2 separate regions of the Triticum aestivum genome follow, and region 1 is linked to region 2. A link is a contact called in public Hi-C data. All regions are on one chromosome and are shown on one strand. Each heading gives the region's core, a stretch centred on a gene start, on an enhancer-like site or on the middle of the called end of the contact. The rest is flanking DNA. Distances are from core to core; before and after follow the strand shown.

Region 1 (4,641 bases), core at 1,504-4,003, 330 kb before region 2:
TGGTAGGAGCATACATCTGAATGCACAAACCAAGAGTAAGAAATAGCATGGACAATACAAGTTACCGAACTAAAGTACACCATATTATTGTGCAAAGGAAGAAGTGATCAATGACATAATGCTCACCTGCATGTAAACAAGTTCAATGGTCCCACCGTTTCCAGCTGGAAGCATCGTAAAAACTTCAAGACTCCGACAATCACGGAACCAAGATGGGCGGTCTTTCAAGATCTCCACAATCTAGAATGCACAGTAATATTAGAAACTCCAGGGAATAATTTCCTAGTAGAACAGTGTGCCTCAATTTTGTAGAGAAGTTTGGAGTGCAAGAAAATATGATAGGATTTCTGTTTCAGCTGGCAAGATGAGAAGATTCTTCAAAAAAAATGAAATTGCAGAATATAAGTTGTTTTATTAAGTTTAAAACTTTATTGATTCAGTTTTCCAAAAGGCTTTATTTACATCTTTAGAGAAACGGGAGTGATGTATGCACGGCTAGCTGGGGTACAGTTTTTTTTCTGAGGTCTGTCTTCATTTTTTAGAAACCACGCCATATATCATACAAACAATATGGTTACTACAAGTTCGACAGTTTCTTCATGATTCTCTTGGAAACAAACAACGAGCGTTCTTGAACTAACATGAAGTTCCAAACGAAGTTTGAGGTATACAGTTACCTTTGTTGGTTCTAGATTCACCAGACCACAGGCACGGGCAGCGACACCTCGGCAACCATGTGAAACGGCAACAATACCAAACGAATCCGGACCAGGCTAATCACAGGAAGGAAAAACAAATGAGCATGCATAGATCCACTTAGCGTTAGTATCAGTGTTGGAACAAAGAACCTCCAGAATTGGCAACTGACCTTCATCCCAGGCATCGGGACCCAATCAACAGCAGTTCCTGTAGCCTTTGAGAGGAACTCTGTCAATGTCTCCTCCGCAATTGCAAGGAGTCTAGAGAAGAAAATGGAAGGGAGACATGTAACAAGTTCTTACATAAAAGGGAATTGGATGATCCCACCTGTTGTCAGTAACAGAAACCACTTACCCAGCTGGGTTACTTGCATCCCTTAGAGGGTTTGGAGTGGTCACATTTGACTCACAACTTGTATCATTGGCCAACGAAGGCTGTAATGTAATGCAAACACAAGGTAGCAACGATCAGATATTTATCCTATCCGCGTCCTACAAACAACGTGGTCTGTAAAAGTAAAACAACAAAATGTAGACTTACATTCTGCAGCTGCTGCTTCATGTATGCATTCTCATGAACCAACTGGGAGACCTGCTTCTGGAGACGCTCATTCTCTTCCATGAGGAGCTTGTTCATGGCGCTCAGTTTTCTGTTCACGGCCTGAAGCCTCGAAGACTCCTTCCGCTGCTTATCACGGCACCTGCACCCACGGAGAAAAGCCCATTACAATTATGCTTGAATGCAGAACCTGCCCAGATTGGGAAAAGTACACATATGCTCCAACACAGAACTAGAAACTCCCACATTTGTTCGTGATCCATCCTTACTCAATTTACCCAGCCACCATTACACTCTCATGCAGCGTAATGGCTGCTGATGCAGCAAATTCCATCCAATCACAAAAGGCCAAGCGCGGCGGGCGGCCGACATGCTCACCTTCGGTTCTGGAACCAGACCTTGATCTGCCTGGGCTCGATGTTGGACAGAATGGGGCACTCGCGGAGCAGCTGCTGCCTGCGCGTGGAGGTCGGCTTGGGGCACTCGGCGTACACCCGCTCCAGCGCCTCCACCTGCTCCGGCGTGTACCGCACGTACTTGCCCGAGTCCATCCCGCCCTTGTCGTAGCCGCCGCCGCCGCCGTCGCTCCCGCTCCCGCTCCCGCAACGCATCGCCGCCACCGCCGCCATCTTAAGCGCTTCCTTTGCGTCCTAGTTTCACCCCCTCGCGGCGCGCAGCGATCCTTGAGGGCAGAACAACCTGGGAGGAGATTTTCGAGCAGTTAGAACAAATTTGACATGGGGAAACGCGGGAGATTGGCGAGCGCGGTTGGGCCATCCGCGTCCCTCCATCCCTCCTCCTGATCCCTTAAACAACAAAGCGTGGAAAAGCACGCAAAGGAGGCGGCTTTTGGCTCAGTATCTGAAATGGGGAAAAGGGAAAGGCAGCCGCTGCAGAAGACGCAAATGCGGGCGGCGAGGCGACGCCAGAATCGCACGATTTCGTGTGAGAATCAAAAGTGGAAAAATTAGCCGCGCGGAAATATCAGCTAAATCCTCCAGCGACAGAGACAAAAAATAGACGGATAATCGCGGAAAAACATGTTTTCAGGGACGAAAAAAAAAGATCCATCAGGAAACGCAAATGGCGACGCGGATAAGCAGTCTGAGGAGCACACGCGAGAATCGTCCTCCCGAACTCCCGAACGACGCGTCGAGCGAAATTAGACATGAGTTACCTCCACACACGCCGGCCGGCCGGCGCGGGGAGGGGCGCCGCCGGTGACCCGCTCACAGCCTCCCGCCGCCCCGCCGGGCTGCGGTAGGGGGAACCACGTCCATGAACCGCTTCCTCTGGCACTCCACCAACTACTCCTCCGCCGCCGCGACAACCGGGGCCGCTAGCTCGCACTCCGGACCACCGGATCCGGCCCCTCCTGCCCTCAGCTCGCGTCCGTCCGTCCGACCTGAGGCAATCGAACGAGCACACCACAGCACGAGCGACGAGAGGGAGAGGGGGAGAGAGAGAGAGAGTCTGTACAGCGACACGGAGAGGGTGGCAAAAGGTGACAGCTTTAAAGGCTGGCCAGTGAGAGAGAGAGAGAGGGCGGGGGGGTGGGGGAGCGGAGCAGGAGCCCGCGGTCGCGAGAGTGGCAGTAGCTCAGGCTCAGCTCGCAGTACGTCTAGTCGTATTCTACGCTGCGAGCTAGAGGCCTGGAGCTACAGCTACGATGATAGACTAGCTAGGCTACTAGGCAGTGAGAGGACGTGAGGAGATGGAGAAAGCTGTGGAGGAGGACGAAGGGGGTGGGTGAGCTCGGTCCATGGAGGTCGGGAGTGGGACCCGCACACAGTGGTTCGCTGTACCCCCGCCCGCGTCACTGTCGCGCTGAAAGGACACCATTATTTTCCCCGTGACATCTCGCTGACCGCGTCGACTTGGACATTTTTTCTCTTGATGACATTGTTGGATTTGAGGTTGCTTACTGCATACTACACCATTTGTCATGGTCAAAATCTGACACCAAATTTATAATGTAGTCCAATTTTTTACAACTATTGTTATTACTAGGCCCGTGCATTCCTCAAACATATTACAACAAGCACTAAAGTTTTGAAGTTCAAATTGAAGGCCTAACAAAGAGAGACAAATGATACGATGCAAGAGTTAGCTATATTTTATGTTTATTATAAAACATACAATATAATCAAGCCGATGAACCCCTAGCCTTTTTTTATGTAGTCTCATAAAAATGTAATTATTATTTAAAACAATTTGCAACGCTATTTTTTTTAAAAGGGAGGAATATTTTTTTCGAGCCTCTGCATCAGAATGATGCATACGGCCAACTTTATAAATAAGCAAATAGGTGCAACAAGGTCTTAAAGTCTCAAACGAAAGTAAAGGAAAGCTCACAAAGAGCCAAAGAGCCAATAACAAACTAGCCAAAAAGTCACAACCGGCTGGCATAAAAAAGATAGGAAAACTAATTGCCTATCCTATTACATGAGCGCCATCCAAACCGGTTGAAGATATCCCGTGCTACCATCTCCCACCGGATAGATCCAGTAACCAAACGCTCCCTGGCCTCCGTTAGAGTGAGTAGCGACCACATACGGATTAACGCAGTGGCTCGGAAAATAACCTGCAAAAACTGAATATTTGTTGTTCTGTTAAAAATCAAATCATTTCTGCAGTTCCAGACTGCCCACAATAAAGCACATACTCCTACGTGAATGTGTCTCGCTGTTTTGGACTCTATCCCGTTAAGCCACGTTCCAAATAGCGTGCTGACAGAACTCAGAGGAGTAATGTTAAAGGCTATGTGCACCGTTCGCCATAGAACTTTGGCCAACGGGCAGTCAAGAAAAAGGTGTTTGATAGTTTCATCCCGATCACAAAAACTACACCGAGTAGGTCCTGTCCGGTTACGCTTTGCCAAATTGTCCTTGGTTAAGATGACTTGTTTATGTACAAACCACATAAACACTTTAATTTTCAAAGGAACTTTGACTTTCCAAACATATTTGAAACTAGGAATGGAGCTGGAATTGATAACATCGAGATATATTGATTTAACTGTAAACTCTCTAGACCTAGTAAGCTTCCAGCGTAATTGATCGGGCTGTTGAGACAACTGAACCTCCATCAGTCTACTCACTAAATGGAGCCACGCTTCTCAACGATTACCGGCTAGAGTCCTCCTAAACTGAATATTAAGGGGGATGGACTGAAGTATCGTTGCAACGAAAGCATCACGTCGTTGAACAATAATATAAAGAGACGGGTATTGAAGCGCAAGGGGGGTCTCTCCGAGCCAAGTATCCTCCCAGAATCGCGTGTTAGCGCCATTGCCGATTATAAACTTTGTCCTATTGAAAAAGGCTAATTTGACTCTCATAAGCCCTTTCCAAAAAGGCGAGTCCGTCGGCCTCGCTGTCACCT
Region 2 (4,915 bases), core at 916-3,415:
GGTAAAGTGAGTCTTTTTCTGGCCAACTAGGTTAGAGATGGTGGTGACAAAGGTAGCCCGCAGAGGATAGATACCGTCAACCAGATAGTAGTCCATATTATACTCATGTCCATTGACAGTATAGTGGCAAGGAGGAGCTTTTCCTTCAGTCAGCTTCGCAAACAACAATGATCGCTACAGCACATTGATGTCATTGTGAGACCTGGGTATGCCAAAGAAAGCGTGCTAAATCCAAAGATCATGTGATGCAGCTTCAAGAATGATGGTGGGCTTCTTAACATGACCCTGATATTGCCCTTGTAAAGCCTTTGGGCAGTTCTTCTATTTCCAACGCATGCAGTCAAGAGATCCAAGCAAACCTGGCCACCCTCTTGCTTCTGAGATTGCCAAGGCCTCTCAGTCTCTCACACAGTTGGTTCTCTCAGGTATTGAGGTCCAAATACCTCGACCACGGCAGTTGAAACCTGACCATGGCATCTCCACATGCTCCCTCGGACATCCATAGGTACTGCTCCCACGAATCAGCGGCCGTGCCCTATACAAGCATCCTTAATGCGGCCATGCACTTCTGATAACCAGAGAAACCAATCGTTCCCATGACGTCCTTCTTCAAGACAAAGCAGTCATCATAGGACCGGACGCCAGGGTCAAAACGATCAAAGGCGGTCTTGCGCATCCAAAAACGCTAGCGAAAATGGTCAGCGAAGAGTGCATCTGGGGCAAAGTAGTCGGCCATCAGTGTCAAATGGTCGTGCACCCTGTTGTAGTTGAGCACTCGATGACCCTTGATCGGTCCCTTGAAATTGAGAACATGCTCCTGCGCACACTCCACATCTTCAAGGACCACCTGCATCATCGCCGTCTCATCCGTGTAGTCCTCCTCATCGGACGAGACGTTGAACGACTCAACATAGTACTCGTGTATGTACTCCAAATCAGAATCCATTGCTAGAAAGAAGAAGGTAAAACTTTTTAGCTCCGGCAATTCATTGAGCAGTTGTCGGGCATGGTGAGTATAGCAGTAGTGGATGGTACCTAGCGGGGCGGTCTGGGACACGGGTTGAAGGGTGGTGGAGGAGAAGCAGGGTGGAGCCGGCTGGAACACTGGAGGTGACGGAGACGTAGAGTTCCAGCAAGGGTGTGGTGTGGCGGCAAGGGTAGTGGAGCGGCGGCGAAGGTAAGAGAGAAAGAAGGAATGAGAGAAAATGAGGTGGATGGAGGCGCATAGGTTCCGGAGTCCTACGTGTCTACTATCCAGACTCCCGCAAAACCCTCTCACGTTTGTCTCAGGTTTGCCGGCAAAAGTATGTCCGCATCGTTTGGCGGACCGATACAGGCCTCCGTTGGATGACAAACCGCATCCGCACCGCGCGATCCAGACGTATGTGGATGGTTTAAGAGTTCGCCTTGAAGATGCCCTTATTAATACGTAGTCAACATATCTTGAGATTGATAAAATAACAATACGTGTGTTGCTATCATGGGAACATCGTCTCTCATTGAAAAAACATTTCACCTTTATGGGACCATTGTACAAACACCATCGTAACCATCTAGCCACATTTTTTGATAGAAAACACTTCATTACTTAAGAGGCTTAAGAATTATCTCTGGCCTCTGCATAATTAAGATGCACGTGTTGATTCTTCACATGCTGATAGACTGCCCTTCTCAATGCTTCACCTTGTACAGGTGCTAGGGCTGTCATGTAAGCGAAAAATCTGATTTGACAAGATAATTAAGAGGAGAGAGATGAGTGTGGTAACCTCAGAAAAAAACAATGTCAAACGCGTGAACCTGGCCAAAATACTTAAATGAAATAAGTCCACCAATGCATGAAGAATTTTAGTAGCTAAATCATTAAATGAACAAGTTAAGCACTTATGTATTAGAAGCTCTAGTTGCTAATTTTTTTAATACGCTTAGCACCTCATCTTATCACCAATGCATTGGAGGTGGCCTAAGCAACATGCGCAGTGTACCGTGACCATCGCGTTCAGCGACGCATCCTTCCAGAACGAGGTAACGCAATGCAAAGACCAAAATGCACGCCGCAGCCCCACAAATCTGTCGGTCATACCGAGATCTTGGCAGTATGTTAGAGTGCGTACGTACATTGTATCAGTATATGGACACGCTGATCACCTTCGACATCAATGCGTTTAACGCATGCATGGTCCAGGCACGACATATGGTACTTGCTGGACCCCTACCGTGACCGTGCATATTGCATGATGTCCCCAGCAGTGAATGTGACGTGGTATTTCCTTGAATCCAAAATTATTTCCCCTACCCATGTCCACAGTGTGTACATTTGAGCGTTTAATATTTTTTTCAAGGACCGGTAAACTAAGTTGCCTGTCATTTTTATTATGATTGGATAGAAACATCATTTAGGACCTCTTTGATTCGCAGGATTTTAAAAACATGAGAATAGGAAAGGTATAGGATTTGGAGTGTCATGCCCACTTGAATCCTGGAGCCGGATCCTGTGACGTTACGAAGGGAAGTCAGGGCTTGACATCCATTCGTGAAAACGGCCGCCAGCGACGCTAAAAGAAAAGAAAAGAAAAGAAACTCTCCCAACTCCGCTGGCACTGCCGGAGCACTGCCCAGTTGTGACGTCCGGGTAATCAAGCTACAGTAACCCTCTGGTAATGATGCCACGTCACCTCGATTATTGTTGATAATCTCGCGTTAGTTCAGAACCGATCCAAGTTCAAATTTGAATTAAAGTCAAATAATTAAAGTTTTCAAAAGTCAAAACTAAATTGTTCCTAATGTGTCAAATAATCCATAATAAATGTTGGTGAAGAAATCATCTTTTAATAAAATACTTAAATGCACTAAATAAACTAAAACATCGATAAAACAATTATCTAAAATGCTTTTAAGATAATAAGCAAATGCAAAATACTTTATTTAAAGTGTCAAAATATTTGGGGCTGTGACCTATTTAATAACACCAAATTAGTTGTCGATTTTAAATTTTATAAAACTAAAATAAAAAAAACAAGAAAGTAATAGAATAAAAAAAGAGGAAAAGGAAACAGAACAAACAAAAATAAAATAAAAGAAAGAACCCCCCACTGGGCCACAGCCCAGCTGGCCTCTGGGCCAACCAGGCCGGCCCAGCCGGCGCCTATAGCCCCCTGGGGCCACCGAACCCTAGCGACCCCCTCCCCACTTCCCCCCGATCCCCACCCCGTTCCCTCGTCCTCCCACCCCGCCGCCATCACACAGCACACACACGGGAGAGGAGCTCCCTCCTGTCCGATGTCGCGCCGGCGACTCTGACCGCCTCACTGCCCTTCCCCGTCGCCCGGTCATCTCTCCTCCCTCCGTTCTCCCCAGCAGCTCGCCGCGCCCCTCTTTCTCCTTGTTTGGCCGAGCGCAGCCACCACCTCGCCGTGGCCATGGCCAACGGCCTTCCCGAGCTGCTCGTGCTGCCCTACGGCTTCCTCGACGTCGTCCACGACCTCCACGTGCCCGAGACCGACTGGAGCGGCCCCAAGTCGGCGACATCGACTGGTTCCCCGTCGCGTCCACCGGAGCTCCTCCTCGACCCCTGCCGTCACCGGCGCCGCCACGCCGCTGCACCTCGTCACCACGTCGCCGTCGTCACCGTCTCCTCCCCGCGCCCACTGCCCCGATCCCTGCATCCCGCAGTGAGCCCCGACTCCTCCTCCCCTCCTCTGTCGCACGCGCTCACCGCGGCCGGGTCGCGCCCTGCCGCGCGCGGCGTTCCGTCCGGCCGCGCCACTTCGCGTGCACCCCCGCTCCGCCTACGCTCGGGGTCACGCCTCCCCCGCATGGCCTCGTCCGCCTCACACGTCCCCACTGGCCGCTCGTCGGCTCCCCGGACCGCCACCCCGTGTCCGTCCCGCGGCGGCCCTGCTACTGCGCCGTGCCGGTGCGCCGCTCCGGCCCCCTGCGTTGCTGCGGCCGCACGTCGCTGTGGCCGCCGGTGCCCAGCGCCGTTTCCTCCCTATCGGCCTGGGCGGGTGCCCAGCGCCCGCTCCAGGCGCCCACTCGCGCCCGTTTCGCCTGACCCGTTAAGGCCCCTAGGCCAATCACAGGGGGCCCCGCCCCCAGAACGATTTTGTTAAAAAAAAGAGAATAAAAAGAATGTTAGAATAAATAAATTATTAATTAATTAATTAATGAGTTAATTAATCATGTTTAACTAATCTAATTAAAATAAATTAGCCTAATCACTTAGTTAGTCTAATTAACCCGGTTTAGTTAAACTTGAGTCTATGACCAGTGGGACCCACGTGTCAGATTGACCAGTCAAGCCCTCTGTTGACCGCTGACGTCATGCTGATGCAATAATACTAATTTCGAATTAATTTAATAATAATAATTTAGAAAATGATTTAAAACTTTAAAAATAATATAAAATAAACCATAGCTCGGATGGAAAAACTTTGTACATGAAAGTTGCTCAGAACGACGAGACAAATCCGGATACGTAGCCCGTTTGTCCGCCACACATCCCTAGCATAGCGAACACGCAACTTTCCCCCTCCGGTTCATCTGCCCGAAAACGCGAAACACCGGGAATACTTTCCCGGATGTTTCCCCCCTTCGCCGGTATCTCCTAATACCGCGTTAGGGCATACCTAGAACCGCGTATTACCTCATTATGTTTTGTGATGCTTTGTTTGCCCCGTATTTACTGTTTCTTCCCCCCTCTTCTCTCCGGTAGACTACGAGACCGACGCCGCTGCTGGTGCCTCGTCCGACTACGTTGTTGATGACCCCTCCTTCTTGCCAGAGCAATCAGGCAAGCCCCCCCCCCTTGATCACCAGATATCGCCTATTCTTCTCTATACTGCTTGCATTAGAGTAGTGTAGAATGTTACTGATTTCGGTTAATCCTATTCTGTTGCATAGCCTGTCATTGTTGCTA

What was found. Hi-C and Micro-C count contacts between places; a contact is called where the count stands out from the background.
Region 1: a Hi-C map of leaf shows a contact between it and region 2, with 5 times the contacts expected there. The contact joins the promoter of LOC123181092 here to the enhancer-like site in region 2. A contact is called at or near these places in 2 of 5 Hi-C or Micro-C datasets (both in leaf).

The regions. Positions count from the first base shown.
Region 1 is chr1D:220,309,784-220,314,424 of IWGSC CS RefSeq v2.1, reverse strand. LOC123181092 (homeobox-leucine zipper protein HOX9) reads right to left here and starts at 2,753. Exons shown (of 19, transcript XM_044593316.1): 1 at 2,435-2,753; 2 at 1,636-1,956; 3 at 1,240-1,399; 4 at 1,054-1,133; 5 at 869-959; 6 at 678-773; 7 at 127-240; 8 at 1-16. The coding sequence starts at 1,886.
Region 2 is chr1D:219,981,716-219,986,630 of IWGSC CS RefSeq v2.1, reverse strand. No RefSeq gene overlaps it. Among protein-coding and RNA genes, the nearest start is that of LOC123167661, 7.4 kb to the right of the region's middle. Within about 2 kb of position 2,165, at least 5 of the 8 cell types and tissues checked have an H3K27ac peak or open chromatin away from gene starts, as enhancers often do. A contact at or near this core is called in leaf, where this site is marked.